Regions from separate parts of the Sus scrofa genome. Here region 1 is linked to region 2. The links are chromatin contacts, called in public HiChIP or PLAC-seq maps. All regions are on one chromosome and are shown on one strand. Each heading gives the region's core, a stretch centred on a gene start, on an enhancer-like site or on the middle of the called end of the contact. The rest is flanking DNA. Distances are from core to core; before and after follow the strand shown. Region 1 overlaps TPRG1 (tumor protein p63-regulated gene 1 protein). Region 2 overlaps LPP (lipoma-preferred partner).

Evidence for each region. HiChIP or PLAC-seq counts read pairs in DNA pulled down with a chosen protein or histone mark.
Region 1: an H3K27ac HiChIP or PLAC-seq map of alveolar macrophages shows a contact between it and region 2. The contact joins two enhancer-like sites. A contact is called at or near these places in 1 of 47 Hi-C or Micro-C datasets (embryonic fibroblasts) and 1 of 2 datasets of contacts at active chromatin or transcription factors (alveolar macrophages).

What each region holds. Positions count from the first base shown.
Region 1 is chr13:126,781,804-126,785,784 of Sscrofa11.1, reverse strand. All of the region lies in intron 4 of TPRG1 (tumor protein p63-regulated gene 1 protein), which reads right to left. Among named protein-coding and RNA genes, the nearest start is that of TPRG1, 250 kb to the right of the region's middle. Within about 2 kb of position 2,019, at least 3 of the 83 cell types and tissues checked have an H3K27ac peak or open chromatin away from gene starts, as enhancers often do. A contact at or near this core is called in alveolar macrophages, where this site is marked.
Region 2 is chr13:126,027,561-126,031,825 of Sscrofa11.1, reverse strand. The region is part of intron 3 of LPP (lipoma-preferred partner); the gene reads right to left. Among named protein-coding and RNA genes, the nearest start is that of LPP, 250 kb to the right of the region's middle. Within about 2 kb of position 2,420, at least 7 of the 83 cell types and tissues checked have an H3K27ac peak or open chromatin away from gene starts, as enhancers often do. A contact at or near this core is called in alveolar macrophages, where this site is marked.

The sequences.
Region 1 (3,981 bases), core at 770-3,269, 750 kb before region 2:
CCCTGAAACAAGTATGGAGACACCAATTCCAGATATAATGTAGGTTTTCTCCCTGGTACCCCTCACCTCCCAGTAGAGAACACTTCAGTGTGGTAGGCAAATGTAGTAAAACCCACCTATGGAAGGAGCCGATTTGGTCTATACCACTTCTGGAACGGTTCTCTCTGGGAAATCTCTCCCCCAAAACAACACTCATAACTGTCCCCTCCAGACTTTGACCTCTTCCAGTGCTCCCTATCTTAAGGAAGAACCCTCCTTCCATCCATTATGCAGGTGAGAGATTTAAGAGTCTTTCTGAACTCATCCTATTTCTTCACCTCTCATGCTAAGTCCTAAACATATTACTCCCCAGCATCTCTCAAAACCATCCACGTCTCTCCATCTTTATTTTCACCATCTTAATCCAGTCTGCCCACATCTCCTGCCTGGACTATTGCAACCACCTTTTCATGGGCTTGGGTTACTAGCCACCTGGGCCTGATGGATCTGCATAAACTTTAGTTCCCTCCCAATCTTGTCGCCATACTGCAATGAGGTAGACCTTTTAAAAAAAAAAACACATCCGGCCTTTTACCCGCCTCCCCCTGCCCCCCACACATACCAACTCTGGCTTCAAAAAGTTCAACTGTTTTCCATAGCCCTTATGAGAAATGAAAAAAATCTCACCTGGTCTAAAAAGCTCTGCAGGGTCAGGTCTGACCTATGTCTTCAACTTCATTTCAGGCCAGGCCTCTGCACGCCCTTCTCCTTGATCTTCTTTCAGTTTCTTGGACTTACGATGCCTGCTCCTACTGAAGGGACTTTGCACATGCTGTTCCCTTTGCTGACCATGTTCTTCCTGATCTACTGTACCTACTTAGCGCCTATAGTGCTGAGCTCAATTACTCCTTTCTGTGGCATTACACTTTTCCAGATCTCTGTGACCACTTCTCTTCTTTCTAATATAGACTTTAGAACAGCACATTTCTCCTTCACTGTACTTATCTCAGATGCAATTTTATAGTTACTTCTATGATTACCTAATTAATGTCAGTCTCCTACACTGTACACTTCACAGAGTCAGTTCTTTGCTTTGTGTCTCCAAGGCAATAGGTACCCAAAAAATGCTTCTGAAATGAATTAATGAAAAATTAATGAAGAATTAATCATCTCTGTGAAATGCAACCTACATGCTTTGCCTCATTCTGCTTGAAGAATCCTATACTCGGGTTTACACATTGAAATATGCCCCCATAAAATAGCACATTTTTAAAAAAATCAGTAACATTGGGATAATGTTCATGCCATAAAGTGAGACAAAGCAGAATACAAAATATTACCTTCAGTATAATTCCAATTTTGTAGCAACAACAAAGTACATAGATGAAAATGTTAATACTTATTTTTTCTGAGTGATGGGATTTCCAATGACTTTCACTTCTTCTCATGCTTTTTTTTTTTAGCCAGAGTTTAATTTTTATGATAAACATTCTAGTTTTATGAGAAAAGAGATATTTTGAAATAAAAAATCACTATCCTTCAAGTTCCCAGCTTAAATGCTACCTATTTAATGGCACCTTCCCCTCACGTCCCTCACCTTCAAGTAGATGTCATCTCTTGCCTTTAAATACACAAAAGCCTTTATCAGTGCTTCCATTGTGGTCTTAGTCACAATTTCCTGTACTTGTCCTTCTCTTTCTCCCACATTTGATGAGAGGCCCTCTGGGGGTAAAGACAGCACCTGAGTCCTATCTGGGTCCATTACTGTGCCCAGCACAGAGCCAAAGAGAGAGCAAGGTCTTAGCAAATCAACAGAGTACGGAATAAAAATATTAGAATAATAAGATTCATCTTCTCGGTTATGAGAGCCTGTCTTTCCTGGCAGACGATTTGCCACACCCTTCCACCACACATCCATTCATCCTCAGCTCTCCCTTCATCACCCTTTTGACAGGGAGGGAACCTAGACCTCCTCATGGAAACTGGGAACCTAGTTGCTCCAGGAGATTTGCAGTTTCCTGGGATTACAACAGTTTCGCCAGCAGAGGGCAACAGCGAACTAGCAATGACAGGCGGGACCCATCTGAGGAAGTTTCCAGGACCACCCCCTAACCCCCCAGTTACTCAAATCTTCCCAGATGCTTCCCAGTGGCCCTAGGCCTAACAATACTTTCAGTTGCTCTTTTCAGGCTGTGTCAAATCAATTTGTGGTTTGGAAATAATTTTTCTCCCCCAAATATTTTCTTCTATCATTCCCCCGGACACGTATGCACATGCATGCACACGTGTGTAGGCCGTACATGTGCGCATACCACTCAGTGAGATATCTTCCCTGATATTGAATAGAGTGGTTATACTTGATTTAAAAATCAATCTTCTTTCCTGTGACCCTCTAGCTTCCTAGCACAACCCAGCCCTTGAAAGAAGACGACAGTATATTGGCTAGCCAGGAATCAGCAACTCGGGAGGAAAACACTGAATCATTCATTCCACACATATTCCCTGAGCACCCACTGGGTTCCAGGCTCTAAAGAGAATCCAATTTGGGTTTGCTATTCAAACACAAACAGATGAAAAATGCATGGCACTGAAGCAAAGTAATTTCCCTCTCCCTGAGTTAAGTGAAGTCTTATAAAACCTTTAGCTAAATAACCCACATGCAACTCTTTCAATCATTTGGTTACTCTTTCCCTGGGCCTCTCCAAGTTGTTTAAAATAGGGGACCCTCCAAGTAAACACAGCATTCTAATAAAAACCCGATGTCCATAAACCTTCCCTGTTCCTGTCCCCTGAATTGACTTCCTGTGGTTCGTGTTTTTCCCCACTACTCCATGCAGCCAGTCATGTATCAGGCCCTGTGAGAGCTACCAGGAGTCCTGAGAAAAGCATTCAGCTCTTAAGGGATACATGGTTCTCTGAGATATGGGATGAAATCCCCCATGAAAGAGTCGATGTGGGGTAATAAGACTGGATAATGACAATACAAGTCCACAAGACCACAAACTCAGGTGACTGGATTCCCAACCCACCGTCCCCAGGGCTGAGGAAAAGAAGCCCCAGGCATCTATCCAATGCCCTTAAAGAAGACCCTCTTACCAGCTTTTCATTTCCTGCTATTTGGTGAAGGAAAAGCACAAGTCACAAAGAAAGGACAATTCTTTGGAACATACACACACACACACACACACATAAACACACACACACAAAAAGACTCTCAGGAATATGTATTCATTTCTTCACTATGCCTTTAGCATGTACCAATATAGTACTAAATGTCCCCATAAAATATGGGGAGGATAAACCTGGAAACATTCATTTTTGAATCCACAAAGACTATTTTTTTTCCTGAGTAAGGGAATTCCTACCCTGAAGTTTCATACTGCTCCAGCTGATTGCAGAAAATGCAAAGGTCAACTTTTCCCCTGGAAAAGAATGTCCATGAGAAGGCATCCATCATGCTTTATGAAATAGGAAGGAAGTCATCATGAGCAAAGCAAAGGAAACTCAGAGGAGCAGGAGCTCTAGCAGGAGGGGTAAGGAGAAGCCACATCACATGCTGGAATACCACGATTTCTTTGCAATGTGTGAATGTTTTCACATAGATGGTTATTATCCCCTACTTTACATGGGGAGGAACCAAGCCCCAGTCAAGTGACATGCTTCTAGTATGAACGGCAGGGTCAAGGTGAGAATCCAGGTCTTTGAGACCCCCACCTAGGCTAGGTACATTCCATCTAGCTGCTTCTCCCACTGTACTTTCCCCGTGCAGTCAGGCAGTTGTGCTCTCCCTACCATAGTACCATAAGCAAGAGGCTATTTTAAAAGCTTACACAAAAGAGAAGACTCTGAGCACACTCCATCCTTCTCTCTTTCCCACAAAACCACTGAAGGGCTATTGAATAGCTCTAGTCCTCCAGCACACCAGGCAGAAGGCAGGCACTAACAAGAGGTCCACCCCCTGAGGGGCTCTCTCCTCCCCTCCTCCCCCAAATTCACTTCAGG
Region 2 (4,265 bases), core at 1,171-3,670:
GATTTTTTTAAAAGTCAACTATAATATACCACATAGACTAGTCCTATCAGTAAGCCTAAGAAACTGTGCTGAAAGGCAGTTCTTGGTACTTACACCTTTGCTTAGGAAAAGTAATTCTTTTAGAGAATTTTGCCATTCTCTATCTGCACTCAACAGCATTAAGTTTAGTTCTGGGCCCTGATAAACCAGGCTTTCCAGGATAGGCTGAATAAAATAATTAAAAGCTTTAGAACCCTACAATGGAAATAATAGGGAGGAGGACTTTCCTTTGCAATCTTCAAGGGCAGAACTAGGACCAGAGGTAGACCTGGGGTGCAGCAGGTTTCACCTGAATATAGTAAAATATCTTTTAATCCAAAAGAAATACAAGTGACCCTACAAATAAAACATATTCCCACCTCCACCATATGTTAAAGCCAAAGCAATCTAATGGCTGCCTGAGAGGACAGATCTATACCAGGGACACTGCTACCAAGACTTATGTTTTTCCAGAGAGTTGAGGGTTATATTTTGTTTGTTTTTTCATTGTGTGAACATATGTTTCATATCTCTTATTAAATGTGTGCATTTGGGCATTTTAGCTTTATTCCCCTGCAAAAGGGACCTTCTCCCACTGTATTTTCTAACCTGCTGTTATGCTTAAAACTATCAGTGTTTGTATATTTAATTTGAGCCACCTCAATAAATGTCATACTTATCATTTATTCAGTAAGTAGTCATTGAATGCCTCATTTGCACCTCAACCACGTTAGACACCATGAATTGAATGGTGACCAGCGAAGAGTTCCTGCTCTTGAGGTCAAATTGGCTAGTTGGCAAGGTAACTCTGATGATGCCTCCCTAGAAAAAACATTTGTTTAATTTGTTTTTCTGTTTGTTCTTCACCATTCCTTTCCAGAGACTCCTAACTCAAAAGTGGTTAAGGAAGAGGTCCTATTTAATGACAACTGGTTACCATTCAAGCGATGTGATCAGATTGTTACAGATTTTTCCTCCCTGAGGGCACATTTTTAAAACTTTAAGTACTAACTAAACTCCATGGCTAAAGATTATAAATTCCTAAGATTAAAAAATATGTCCACATTTTATGAGAGCAGATTTCTAATCAAAATAAAGACAAACTTTCCAAAAACTCAGAACTGTCCAAAGACAGAAAGGGCAGTTTCAGTTTCACACACTAAAAATATTCAAGAAAAGCATGAAAAACATCTTGTTAGACGTGATAGGAACTCAAGTATCAGAGGAGAGATTGGACTGTCTCAGTGGTTCTAAGACTTGGAAAATGTTTTTAAAAAAGAAAAGGTGCCTATCCTAGACCAATTATATTAGAATTATCTGAGAGTGAAGGCCAAGTCTCAGCATTTTTTTAAAGTTCCCCAGGTGATTCTTGCATGTCGTGAAGGTAGAGAACTACTGAGACATTTAAAGTCCTCTGCAATATAGCACAGGTTGTGTTCTAAAAAGTTTGTGGATTTTTAAGCCCTTAAGTAAGAGTACAACACAGCCATAAAGTGGCACAGGCTCTTCCACTTTAGGAAGGTCATCAAGGAGAAAAGCACTGGGCAACAATATTGCCTATAACAAGTCCAAGTTCTAAGATGTGCTCATGAGGGAGAAAAGCTAGAACTATCAGTAATTTACTGGATACAGACAGAGAAAGGGAGACACACATTTTGAGATTCCAGAGACCATTATTCCATCAAGGTCTCTATGGAATAGTTGTACTAAGATATGCATTTTAGGTTATTAGGAGTTCTTGCTTCTTTTCTTCCCTTTATATATGTTTTTAAACAGAACCCCCCCCCCCAATCACAATCTCAACTTTTGTAAAGTTGCAGTTAAGTTAATGAAATGTTTGCAAAATTCAGTGGGATTTTGGGAAGACTGGCAGGAGAGACAGCTTAGTAAAATTATAATATCAAAGCTAAGGCAGTGGCTTTGGTATTGAACATAGTTCTACCAAAGGCATAAAAAGCAAGGGTATAATAAGCTCATGGCCCCCACTGCATGCCTATGATTTCCAAGTACCATAAAATGCTAACACTATAACACCAGAAAACATCCTATTTTTAGTACTTGAGGTTGTTTTTGAAAATTGCCATGCCATTGAAACTTTTTTTTTTTTAAACTACATCTTTTCCATCCCTTCACATAATGATCATTGACCAAGATACCCTAGAGCCAAACGCAAACAGTGACAGCAAGGTTGGCAGAACCTGGGAAGGGAAAAGTCCACCTATCCCCTTCAGTGGCTCAGAGGAAGAGAAAGGTAAATGGGGAATAGAAAGGTGAGTACATTGGTCATGGCCAGAGTGAAAGCTGGCATTGGCCCCAAGAGAAAAATGCAGAAGTTCTGACTCTCAGCCCTTATTGCAAACCACCCGTCATTCTCACTTCCCCTGCCAGCAGAGCTGACTTTTGCCAGGGAGGGAAGAACTAGTTTCACAAGCAATTATCATAATAAGAAAAAAGGGTGGGGTATGAGGGAATCATAGGCACAGTGGATTGTTTTTTGACTATAAGATCACTGTCAGGCTTTCAAAAGAAATGAATTTGTTCCCTCAACGTTTTACTAGACCAGTTTATAATAAAAATCAAATCAGTAAGTATGACTTGCATTGATATAGCTGAACCTTCGACTCAGGAATACGAAAAGCTCCAGAGGATGGAGAGAGGCAAACTTGACCTGAACAGTTAAGTTGCAAAAACATAAAAGCTATCATAAAAGACACCACAAATGAGCTAGGGCAGGAAAGCAAATACGGATTTTCTACAGCCATTAATTGCCATATTACCATTATTATCATTACATAACACAGTAGCATATGGGCAGTATTAAATGGTGTATTTTCCAAAGAGAGTCTGGCCAACTGGGTTAGGCAATGGCCTCCTTGAATCAAAACCTATCGCTCCTTGAGGCTTGCATAGCTGCCTTGATTAAACACAGTGGCAGGCTCCACAGTTGAACGGACGATTCTTCTTTTTTTGAAGGGAGGTAGAATAGAGTAATTGCCAGATGTTTGCAATTTTAGCTATAAAAAGATGGCTGCTTTCCATTCCTGAGTATGTTGAATCTTTTTTTTTTTCTTTCTACCCAAGCTATTGTGGTTCACTAAAATAGGCCACTGCACTGATGAATCATCATTCAAAACTGCATTAATGGAAGCAGAACAAATATGACATTTTAAATTCACATATAAGAGGAATAAGTAAAAATGTATGGGTAATAATTACATGCCAGGCAATAGAAAGCATATTATAGTATAAAGGACTCAGGAATCTCCTTGATTGCTTTGTACCTGTAGAACCGGGTACAAGCAGTTTCATCACAGAACTTCCATCGCCTCAATAATCAAATGTGAATGAATATCTGTGTGGCCTCCCTCTCAGAGGAAAGAACCCATGCCTTATCCATCTCTATGCCTCACCTTATAAATGCACTGCCCAGAGGAGATGTGCAAACAAATATGAACATGTTATCAAAACCATATATTGTGATATAATTGTGTCTACATGTTATATTGTACAGTCATTGCATTTTTTAATGTAATTATTAGAACCCCCACTTCCATCACCACCAAATTCTCAGTTCTCTTTTTAGACTCTACCTCCTAATATGGCAAGAGGAAAAGGGAAAGCTGGCTTTCATTTAACCAACATTGATATAAATGGCTTGGGAGACTGGTGACCTCTAAAACAGGGGAGGTTATCTTTCTTAATGAGTGGAGTTAAGCATCTCTTTGAGGATCTGATGACATATGGACCCTCTCCCTGAAAAAGTTATACACATAGACCAAGAGTAAACACAATTTTAAGAGACTGGCTAAATTTCAAATATGAATCCCAGAGATGAATAGGACCCAAGATAAAATTCCTAGCAAATCAATTAATTATTTTCCTGTAATGATATAATTACTAACATCTCTAAAATCTCTCTGCCTCATTTGATAATCTGGAAAACAAAAAAGACTTTTTAAATTAATAAAAATCACTGGTTTACTTTATAGTTTTCATTACATAATGTTCACTTACATTATTATCTATAATACTAATTCAATAAAAAAAAATGCTCCTTCTTTGGGAGCTCCCATCATGGCTCAGCAGTAACAAACCCAACTAGCATCCATGAGGACTAGGGTTCCCTCCCTGGCCTCACTCAGTGGGTTAAGGATCTGGCGTTGCCATGAGCTGTGGCGTAGGAAAGTAGCTGCAGCTCCAATCCAACCCCTAGCCTGGTAATGTCCATGTGACTCAGTTGAGGCCCT